2 separate regions of the Rattus norvegicus genome follow, and region 1 is linked to region 2. Evidence: chromatin contacts called from public Hi-C data. All regions are on one chromosome and are shown on one strand. The core of a region is the stretch at or near the end of the contact, and the rest is flanking DNA. Distances in the headings are between cores, read along the strand shown.

Region 1 (5,751 bases), core at 11-2,510, 310 kb before region 2:
CCTCTGGTAGTCAGGTTAGAGGCAGAGAATGCATCTGAGCCTGGATGGGGCTCATCTTAAAGAGCCGACAGACTTCCCAACACCCCACCAGCCACACACTGCTCTCCTTATTACTTCCTCTCTTCTGCCTCCAAACCGCTGGGGGAAATGTCCCCAGTTCTCCAGCCACCCAGTCCCCTTGTTAATCAACACCAGAAAGGAAAATTTTCAAACAAGCAGAGAAGCCACATGAAATGAGAACTGGCATTCTAGTCGCCTGGGGCTCTCAGGTCATCATGGTGTGTGAGGAGGGACAATGTGTCCTCAGGATAGAGTTCACACAGGTAATAAACACTCCAATGCCAACCTCAGTCAGCACGCATGACTCAGTTTACCCAAAGGGCTGGCTTGTATTTGAGGGGAGGGGCGAGATGGAAAGGAAACACAGAGAGGAAGTGGATCTCTGCTCTCTTCATATACAAGTCTCTCTATTTTTTTTTCTATTAATTCTTCTGTAAGAATCTGGTTCTGTGTTTTCATCCTTCAAACCTCAACTCACAAGGCATCATCAATAGTTGGGGCAACTCACACTGGCAGCTATGCCACATACTATGTACTATGGGCCAGGCATGGTATGGAACATGTATCATACCAATCCTCACACCAGCTCTATGAGGAAAATACTGGTATATTCCAGGCACAGAGAACCTTCCCAGTCTCACACCACTGGTACCTGGAGAGGATGGTGGGATTCAAGCTGAGGTATGCACGGTAGGGCTGTAGGATGCCATGCACATTGGTGGCAGATAAATGAATAGTGCTTGCAACACGAGAAGCAGAGGAGACACAAGGAAAACTTGAAGCAGCCTTTGGGCATATTCTACTCTTTACTACCGTATCATCCGCTGCGGCTACTGGGTAGCTGCTGTGAAGAACTCAGGCAGTATGATCTGCCCAGTGTAGCCTGTTCTAATCAAGCCCAGGCCTTCAGGCCTGCAGCTGAGAGACAGGAGCCACAAGCATCACACAGCTTGTGTCCTTGCCTCTGCCCTATCACCAGGGCCATTTGCCAGCAGAGTGCACATCCTAGGTCCCTGCATGCCCTTGGGCTTCCTGTTTCACTGCCAATCTTCATCTCCAGAAATAACCTAATTATCTCTGGGAATAGCTTTGGCCTCCTCGTCCTAGAAGCAAAAGTTTAAAAGGATCCTATTCTGGGCTTTATGGGCACTGCTAGTGCGTTATTTATTCTGCCTCTAGAGGGAGCTCTTTAGTTCCAGACTTCATACTCTTGTGTGGATAAGGCAGGGTATTTGCTGTTGAAAGCAGGCTTTCTCAAGAGAAGGGGCACTGCAAGTAGCCCGTGCTGGCCAGTGTGCCTTTCTTGCTATTGTTCGTGACAATGCTTATGACAGTCATTAGATTGGTGCTTTTAATAGCAGGCACAGAGCTGGGGCTTAGCCTATTCGACATTGTCCTAACTAGGGGATGTTATACCCCTACTTTACAGGTACAGACAATGGGATTCAACACAGAGTCAAGAGCTGGAAGCCAGACACAGTGTTGGGATTCTTATGTTGACCTAAATCCTCTGCAAATCCGTCTCATGGTGATGCAAGCAATATTCATTGTCCTGAAGACGGCTCAGTTCTGAGCACTTACGTCCAACCTATTTACCCCTGCTATAACCTATCGGGCGAGCGAATCCAATCTCTCCCTTTTGCAGATTTGGAAACCATATACAGCTTAACTTGCCCAAGGTCACGGTCAACCTCTAGTGACTATTGGTCTGTTTGCCTGGGACTAACCTGGTTCTGAGACACAGAATTTCCACATAAAAACTGGTCAGTCCTAGGCATACCAGATGAGCTGGCCACCCTGCTGGTGGCAGACAGTGTGAAATCAAGGCTGTGACTCCCAAAAGGATGCTTCTCCCAGTGACAGTAGTACATCACCCCCCACCCCATGTTTTGGCCCAAAGATTTAGTGGAAGCTAGTTGAGGGATGAGGTGGGGGATTTCATGATTTCAGGTGCTTCTGCATGTATGCTCGCTTGGATGCTATTCTCTTAGACTGATGTCCGAAATGTCCCTCCTTCCAATGGATGCTTGAAAATGTTTCTTTACAGCAACCCTAGCAGATCTAAGCTGCATGCAATTCCAATACTTCTCGGAAACTTGAAGAATCAACTCCCCGGTTAGTTTAGACAAAGCCTAGCAGATAGCCAGGGGAGTCTGATAAATATGTGTGCTGCTCCCTGGGGTGCCTCAGAAGAATTCCAAAGCTCAAACCAGATGTGCAATTGACAGAGGTTGATGAGGGATGGTGGAGGCTTTGGGCACAGTCCACATGCCAGGTTAATTCTTCATAGAGACGTCAAGACAGTTTATCCATCCTATGACTCTCTGGCCTCTTTGAGGTCATCAACTTCTTTTCCTGGACATTTTGGGGGAGGGGAGCTGTCAATTCTCAAGCTACAGACAATGAGGGTTTTCTGTCAACTGTTCAGGGGTTGTGATATCACAGGGGTGATGAAGGAGGCCAGATTTTGTTCAACTTTTAGTCTCTGCTATTTTTGGTTCCATTGAGAATTGTTCTACTTACTTTTAAAACACTTGGTCATGAGTCTACCCTGGAGGCATAGGTCTGTGATGTCTGCTACACAGAAGGCTGAGGCAGGAGGATGATAGGTTTTGCTTTATCTAAGAGTGAGCCCAAACTGGCCTGGCTAACAGAGTGAGACTCTATATCAAAGTAAACAATAAATAAAAACAAAATAAAATGCAAAGATGGTTGGAGATGTGGCTCAGTGGCAGAGAGATGACATAACATGTAAACGGGCCTATGTTTAATTCCTAATACTGTAGCATGCATAAGCACGTGCATGTATGTGCACGCATGCACACACATACACACACACACATACATAAACAGCCCATTTTTGGGAGCTGGGCTATGGATCAAATGCTTTTTACTTCAGGGTTGATGGGAAATGGCTTTTGGGGTAATGGGAATCAAGGCAGCCTGACCACTGTGGTTTTCTGATGTGCTTTCCAAATTGCCTGGGCACCCAGATGTCGGCAAGAGTCTGTTTTCCAGTCTTTGTGCTTTTGTGAAGTCCGTTCAACCCCAGGGGCTGTGCAGAGGGGTCACAGCTCCGTGTGGAGATAGCATGGGAGAAGGTGACATGGCATTCAAGTGGAAATTATTTCCAGATGACATTTCAAAACCATTTCTCCATCCCCTCACACCCATTACGTGGCACTCCTTGGGTAACTATGAAAATGCCTCACATCTGTCTAAACCCTTTCCAGGCTGGAAGTCACAGACCCTCCAAAAGCACAGGACTTGACGTTTGGATATTGAGAAATTGCGTTCTTCCTCCCCGTTTGCCAATGTGTCACACGAAGACATTTGGTTCCTTTGTGCTAAAATCCTTTTTGCAAAAACCAAATAAAAAAAGTCCATCTTCCCAAACAGTTTCTATGTTTGCTAAATGAACTTCCTTTCTTTTTTTAACATTCTTAACGGAAACAATAGTACTCTCTCCACAAATTACATTTCGTGACCTCAAAATTAGGTTATGTAAATGTGGAGGACAGAGCGGATGCTGCTCCTGACTGCAGGATTTCCAATGCTGTTAGGTCCCTGGGTTCTCTTGTCAGAGTCACCCCTTAGCTTGAGTTCATTCACTGGGCACAGTGGCTGCACTAGGCCAGGCCTCTTGCAGTCGGATCCATTAACGACTGTCCCTCCTCATGGCACCCACTTTGGCTGCAGGGTTGTGCCCCAAGTTGGCCTCTCCTCTGTGGCCATTGGTCAAACAAATCCTGATTGTTTAATTCAACAGTTGCTTCTAACCTCACGTGGATGCTTCCCTGTATAGTATAGGAATGGGAAGATACCCAAGGCCATCAGTGGGTGCCTGAAATCAGAGAGGACCAAAGCTTATGTTGTCCTAAACATACATGTGTGTGATAAAGTTAATATACAAAGCAGGTACAGTAAGGGACTACGACAAGACCGTGTACGAAACCCATGTTATTGTGGTCCTCAAAGCATCTTTTTGTACCACATTCTCTACCACAAATAAAGAACTATGCAAATCTACAACCTCATTTGTTCATTCGTTCATTCATTCATTTCATAGACATTTAGGTGGATATAATAACGGTCAGGTAGAAGATTAGGCACTGTTAATACAGCCCCGTGGTAGCTGGCCATTTCACACAGGAATAAGAAAGGCACACCAAGACCAGTCTGAGCTACACAGCCATCCCTCCACATCCTTCAGGGTTCACTTCCATGTATCCAACCAAACATGCATAGCATACATCTAATTCCAGAAGGTTCTAAATGTAATGTAAATGTAAAACATGAATCTGCTGAAGAACAGAAGAACAGAGGACCTCAGTGTTGTTCTCTTGTCACTTCAGACATTCCTTGGCACCATGCTCTTGTCTCCCATGGCTTTCGTATCTTCCAGCTTGTATATAAAACTGCAGTTATGACCTCTATTCATGAATGCCTCCTTAGGTTTTATTAGAGTTGAATAGAAATAGTTCTCTTTTCTGACTTAAACTCAAAAGTTAACTGTCTGGGGCTGGGAGCACGCTTCAGTAGATTAAGCACTTGGTATGCAGTGTTTGGCTCCGATTGCGGGAACCCAGGGGAGTGGGTGTGGCAGTCCACCTGGAATTCCAGCATTGAGAATATGAAAGGCAGAGACAGGATCTCCAGAGCAGGCTGGATAGCTAGAACACATCTTCTCAGTGAGCCCTATGAGAGACTCCACCTCAATGAATAAGGTAGAGTGTAACCAAGGAGGCCTCCTGATGTCGACCTCAGGCCCCCATGTGTGAAGGTACATGTGCATACTCCACACATACACACACATGTGAAACAAAGTAACAGACTCAGGAAAGAAAATTGAAAAATAAGGAACAAAAATAACCAATGACTTTACCTGTCCGATTCTGCTGTTAACCTGATTTCTTTCATGCGTACACATGCATATGTGCCTGTACTGTTTGTCCATAATCAGACCAAACAAGGTGCACACTCTTAGAGATGGTATATTCTGAGACATACCGTCGAATCATTCCACCGTCAACACAGCAACGCAACATGTCTTTTCTGCTCAGCAGCTACCGGGCATCAGAACCACGGGACTCCGGCCTCAGATACTTGACCTATCAAGGTGAGTTGAGAGCCACTTCTGCAACCTGCATCTCACCAGCTATTTCTCTGACTGGATTACATGCTTGAGTATCCCTGGCTTCCCACTGACCAATGACTGCCATGGGAACAATTAGAACCACCGTTTCGTTTCCATGGTGGTGGCTGAGGTAGATAGATACTCCGTCCCTTCCTTTATTCTACCCCACACTATGTAAGGCTGAAGTCTGGGGGAACCTACATGTGCTGATCCCTACAGGAAAGAGAATAAGGGTTTCCTTGGCTATGGAATTATTTCAGTTTGACAAAGAAGTATCCACTTTGCCCATCTTTCTGCTGAATCAGATTGTACTCTCCTAACATGATAAGGGCACTTCCTAAAGTTTCATTTGCTTATGTGATATCATTAAAATATGACCAGGCAAACGACCCATAACAGGGTGGCCCATATGATCATAAACTATTCTAAAAAGGTATGCTTTTGTTATTTTTAGGTGTGTGTGTGTGTGTGTGTGTGTGTGTGTGTGTCTGCTGTCTGTGTGTCTGTGCAAGTGAGTGCAGATGCTCTCGAAGGCCAGAGGCATCTGACCCCAA
Region 2 (6,001 bases), core at 919-3,418:
ACACTCTCCAGACGGTTTGCCAAACACCAGACTTACCCGAGTGAAAGAAATAACTCTCTTTAGTTTCTGTTCTCAGTCTACTCTATAAATTAACTGTAGACTGGCTTTTTCCCTACTCGTGTCCACACAGCTCCGCTCTAATCCCAACCATCCCTACCCAGGAGAAAAAGCTTGGACAAATACTGGGCTACAGAAATCCAAGAAGTTAGTAGTCAGTATATCATGACTGATTAAATAAACTGGCTAAGAAGCTAGAGAGAGAGACTTGAAAGAGCTTCACACACACACACACACACACACACACACACACACACACACTACACTACACTACACAAGTGTGCAAACATATACACAAACACATACACACACACACAAATTTAAGTTTTAAATATTTACCCATTAATGCTGGGTATGAGGCAGGAGGATCTCTGTTAATCTGAGGATAGTCCAGTCCACAGAGTGAGTTCTGGGTCAGCCAGAGCTACAAAGTTAAGTCTCAAAACAACAAACAAAAATGGCCCCTTAGCCCCTTAGTGGAGGGGCGTCTTCTTCCCTTGGCCTGCCCGAAACCCCATCTTTCTGAGGAAGGCACACTGACTGACTCGGCACTGCCTTTTTCTTCAGGAGCCACCGAATGTTTAAGTATTGAGCTCTATAACCAACCCTGAGGATAACAGCGTCTCTATAACTTGCTTCCTTTCGGTTTTATCATAATTTTTCAGCATAAAATCTCGTGTATGTATCGTGTGTGTGTTTGTGTGTGTGTGTGTGTGATGCCTGTGTATGTCGATGTAGTCATATGTTTGTAGTGCCCATGTAGTGTGTTTAGTGTGTATAAAAGCCATAAGGTGTCCTCAGTCACTCTCCACCTTATGTTTTGAGACAGTCTCCCAGGGAAACTGACGTTCATCACTTAGCTAGGCCTGCAAGCATCAGGGAGCCTCCTGTTTTGGCCTCCCCGACTCTCCTAGCATACATTTCACTGAATGGGCCATCTTTCCAACCCCCAGGCCTTTTCACCCAGTGCAGACCAGGATTGAGTTCTGTCCAATTACCAGATAGATCGTCAGCCTTCGGACTTCAACCCCAGGTATCCGGCTGGCTTCTCTTACAGGAATGAGCCTTCTAGGCAACCCTTTGTTGGAAATTTCCGTTATCTGCCTGGTCTGTGCACTCGGACAGAAGCCTGTGTAAATGCCCCCATCAAAAGCCCTTACTGAGAACAAACGGATCTATCTCTTGGCTTTGTTCCCTGATGTTTTCTTCTTAAATAGACTACACTCTGATAGTTTAGAGATCTGCTGGTGGTGAGAGGGTATTGGAGATCAGAAGAGCCAGTCAGCACTCCTTCTGTGACAGTGACACTCCTGCAATGTGCAGTAGCACCCCTGCAGGCTTTCCACTGGGCAGCAGACACCCAGGTCCCCAAGGACCCAGCCCTTGAGGTAGCTTTATGTCTCTGAGACTGTATCTAAGATTTCCCAAGCTACCAATCAAAGCACTCTGAAAAGCCTAAGTTCCTTGCTGGGCACAGTGGAACCAAATATCTGTCTCCAGAGCTGTCCTGGGAAGTCAAGGACTTAGAGTCACTGGAACTTGGGCTAACTAAAGCTTAGGAACAAAATTCACACATGGCTGATTCCACACGCTATTCCTACCTGGATCATTCTCTTCCTAAGTGACACAGCCCTTCCTCTGACTCTTCACCCGTGGTCCTTGCACTCCTCAAACCCTAAGAAATAGGTGAGAAGCATGATTCAAGTCAACCAAAAAAATGAAGTCATACCGATCTTTAATTTCTAGTTGTGATTCATAGTTATATTCAAATAAAAAACAAAAACAAAACAAAAAAAAAAAAAACCACCAAAAACCTGTGTAAATCAAATTGGCCTACAAGCATGTCTTTCTCTTGCTGGCCTTGCAGCAACAGATTGCCTCAACAGATCCGATCAAACACTGTAGCACTATTTGGGGGCCGCACAGAACATCCCCCACACAACATACAGATGAGCATCGTGATCAAATTATGCGGAAAGAATTCCACAAGCCACAAAGAGAAAGCCCTTCTCTTCCAAATGAGTGGTTGGAACCATAAGAGAGATCCTCGCTGTGGCTGCTGACGTGTCACTTTCTGCTGGGGTTTTATCTTGAGCTCAGCGCTCAATCCAAGCAGAGCTGGGAGACCTCAAACAATGAAGCCTCTTTTTCGGCTTCACACCCACTCTTTCCGAGCTCAGTACTGAGCAAGCGTCAGGCAAGAGTGACTGGCGCAGTGTGGCAGCCTTGGATACGTTCAGATATTTGTGACACCAGAATAAAGATGTTCCCCGTCGCGGAGGCCCTCGCAGTCACACAGAGAAACCACGGAGATGGAAAGACCAGTAAAGGCTCTCTCAGTGTTTCTAAGCTTCCTTTGCCTGCCTGGCCCGCGGAGAAGCTGCAGAGACGCAAACGGACGAAAGAGGGCAGTGTTTGCTGTGGCTTTTGTCCCACTCTTGGCTCTAGCTCAATACAAGCGAGCCAAGACAGAACTATGCCCAGCATTTCATAACACAGGAAGTGGGGAGTAGATTAGATACCGGGCGCCGCAGTCCCCACAAGGGAGCAGTGAGAGAGTCTGTAAAAATCACTCGTTTCCCTATACAAAACCTAGCTATTCCAGAGGCTTCGGTTTTGGTGGGGTTTTTTGGTCTGCTCGGCTAAATTTCTCAGAGAACTTAAGAGAATGTGTAATATTCTCAAACCATCCCAAGTTCGATGGATCCTTTAGTTGAAACCATTCGTTCTGCAGATGGGAGCCAGATTTCTCCATTTATCTTCCATTTCTCTTTGTGCTAAGATTTTATCACTCTGTGAGGAGGGAAAGGCAGGCAGATTTCCCTACAGGAGGTATTTAGAGAATGTGCAGTCATTTCAAAGTAACACACACACACACACACACACACACACACACACACACACACACACACACACACACACGAGGTCCTAGCAAGAGATCCTATCCTGAGCTCTCCATGTCATCTGTCTGTTCTCAGCTGAAATCTTCTCTGCTGACAAGGAAAAATACTCACTTCTACAGAGTAATTCCTTCCTATGAATATGTTTGAGCCCAGCTATGTGTAAGATTACTTTGGTTTGTTTGTTCATGTGTTTGTTTTGAGACAGGATCTAATCGTCACTGCAGCCCAGAATTAACCTCAAACTCCTGGGAGTCCTCCTGCCTCAGCTTCCCAAGTGCCGGGATTACAGGTGTCAGTCACTAACACCTAACTAACTCAATTAAACCTGGCGCAACATATAAATTTCTACTGTAAGACACAAAAATGCTGACAAGGACATAATGTTAGCCTTTAAGAAAGGAAGCACCAAATAAGACACAGGACTGGGTTGTAACTCATAGGTGGAACTCAAGGCCATGGGTTCAATCCCAAGCATAGCCAAGAGCTTTAAAGGAAGGGTCAGACAAAACTATTAATAGTTGTAATACAAGACAGAGCAGAGTCCACAGGGGGAAAGTATTAATTGCAAAAGTAGAGATGGTTTGCATCTGGATTAGAGGATGAAGGAAGGAAGGCACATGGAAGAGAAACTTGCGCTTGAGCTCAGAAGAACCAGTGGGCTTTAAGAAACTCACAGATGACAGATGGTGGGAAAGAGGCTCCCAGGCCTAGAAAAAGCCAGACTCCGAGAGCCAAGCATGGTAGTGCATGCCGGTAAACCCAGCACACCAGAAGCTCAGACAGGAAGGTTGAAAGTTTAGGACTAGCCTCGGCTACATGGAGGGACCCTGTCTCCATCAGGAAGTCAAGCTGTAAGAGCTTGGGCCAGTTAAGAGTCAGCTGGCAAGTGCAAGTCTGTAGCTCCTACTAAAGGGAGGGGAAGAGTCTGGAACGGCTGCTTAGACTTCTCTCCAGACACTGCAACAGAACGGCGGCCGGTGTGGTCCAAAGCCATGGGGAGGAGCGCACTGGGGTCTCTGGGGAGGGCTCAGGGGACAGGCACAAAATAAAAGTAGAGAAGGTGCAGTGACTTAACAGCCAAGTGAATGACAGGGGAGGGAATGGGGGCCCGAGGTGTCGCCAGCAAAAGGTGAAGGAAGGTTAGAGGAAGAGAGTCAGAGTTCTGGAGTTGACATGTTTGCTGACTCAGACGCTGCTATAAGTGATCAATACGGATTTAGCCAAAGCACCGGTGAGAACCAGGGCTGGAAAGGGAGGGGCGCGTTTCAGATGAAGCCTGGTGCATCTGACAAGGACCCTTCAGGAAGGTCATCTTGCTATCCCAAGCCACAGCCTCATAGTCCTCATCTAGAGGCCGGGTGGCTGGGCGGCTGGGTGGCTGGGCAGCCGGGCGACCGGGCTCTGGGCTTGGCACGGGGGGCTTGCCTGGACCTTGCCTGTTTGTCACTGGTTTGACCACTTACCCAAGAAAGCCTGATATTACAATAAGGACCGATATGAAGGTGAGCGAGTCCTGGGAGGAGAGCAAGAGGATGCTCATTTGCTGTGTACCGGGATTATTCCTGTAAGGAAAATCACCTCGTCCAAGAGCCTCATCGAAGGCCTCTGAGAGTGCTCTGAAGCTCTGTGCTCTGGATGTGGGGGCAAGAAGGTCTCGCATCTGAGGTCAGTTACAGCTGAAGAATTCAAGACCTCGTCTCAAAAACGTGGAAACACGGACTCTGAAGACATATTCAAAATGTGTTCTGGCTTTTAGATAGTCAGTCGAAACAACTTTCTGGGCAAACTTCCACTGAAAAGCAAACCATGAAAAAAAAGAGAGAGAGAAGAGAAGGAAGGAGGAAGGAAGGAAGGGAGGAAGGAGGGAGGGAGGGAGGGAGGGAGGGAGGAAGGAGGGAGGGAAGAAGGAAGGAAGGAAGGAAGGAAGGAGGGAGGGAGGGAGGAAGGAAGGAAGGAAGGAGGGAGGGAGGGAGGGAGGGAGGGAGGGAGGAAGGAAGGGGGGAGGGAGGGAGGAAGGAAGGAAGGAAGGAGGGAGGGAGGGAGGGAGGGAGGAAGGAAGGAAGGAGGGAGGGAGGGAGGAGGGAGGGAGGGAGGAAGGAAGGGGGGAGGGAGGGAGGAAGGAAGGAAGGAAGGAGGGAGGGAGGGAGGGAGGGAGGAAGGAAGGAAGGAGGGAGGGAGGGAGGAGGGAGGGAGGGAGGAGGGAGGGAGGAAGGAAGGAAGGAAGGAAAGAGGGAGGGAGGAAGGAAGGGGAAGAAAGATGAGTTTCAACACTTCCATAAATGTTGTTGGAAGACAAATGGGACATTAGGCAGGACTATGGAACAGTGGAAGGATCAGGAAGGAAGTTTGAATCCTGCTGTACTTTAATAACCTGGGTGAGCATGAATCTGTCCCTTCACCATTTTGAGTCACAGTTTCCATGCACGAAAGTGATAGAGTGTTCTATGTAACATTATCTTATGACAGGGTAACAGGGATCCTGCTCTGCATGCCTCTCAGAACATGCAGCTTAATGAAGTCACTGCTTCCCCTACTGTGGGCCACTCTGGCCCTCTACAGTCTCTGATGAACCACTCCCACCTTGGCCCCTGCCCTTGGCATCATCCTAACTGTGAGCGTCATGGAGTCCCCATGTCCACAGGCCATGATTTGTTCTCAGAGCTCTGGACTCTTGCCAGTGTTATTTATCTACATAACATCTTGGCCATCAGAAACATGGTCCCTGCCCTTTAACTAGAAGACAAAGCATTTCAGACTTCAGTCAAGCCCACTTACCTCAAGGGGATTCCGAGTCCCAAAAAAAGAACCCATTCTTTTTGCATCACTCCAGAACCAGAAGGTGCTGTCCCTGGCTCGGATCCTCTTGGCTATAGGGAAGTGTCACGCAGTCTTCCAATAATGACATCACTGAGCTCAGTCCATCTGTGTAGCACTCCTCCCTGCCCTCCACCGGAAAGCATCCATTTACAACACTTTCCTCCATCCCCATTCCCCCAGACAAAGCTTTGGGGAAACAAACAAGACAGTTATAGGCGCAGGCC

Evidence for each region. Hi-C and Micro-C count contacts between places; a contact is called where the count stands out from the background.
Region 1: a contact with region 2 is called in a Hi-C map of liver, with 2.8 times the contacts expected there. The contact joins two enhancer-like sites. A contact is called at or near these places in 5 of 12 Hi-C or Micro-C datasets (the A7r5 cell line, frontal cortex, liver and 2 more).

The regions. Positions count from the first base shown.
Region 1 is chr14:33,924,955-33,930,705 of GRCr8, reverse strand. The region is part of intron 2 of Lnx1 (ligand of numb-protein X 1); the gene reads right to left. Among named protein-coding and RNA genes, the nearest start is that of Lnx1, 59 kb to the right of the region's middle. Within about 2 kb of position 1,260, at least 5 of the 93 cell types and tissues checked have an H3K27ac peak or open chromatin away from gene starts, as enhancers often do.
Region 2 is chr14:33,613,683-33,619,683 of GRCr8, reverse strand. No RefSeq gene overlaps it. Among named protein-coding and RNA genes, the nearest start is that of Chic2, 100 kb to the right of the region's middle. Within about 2 kb of position 2,168, at least 41 of the 93 cell types and tissues checked have an H3K27ac peak or open chromatin away from gene starts, as enhancers often do.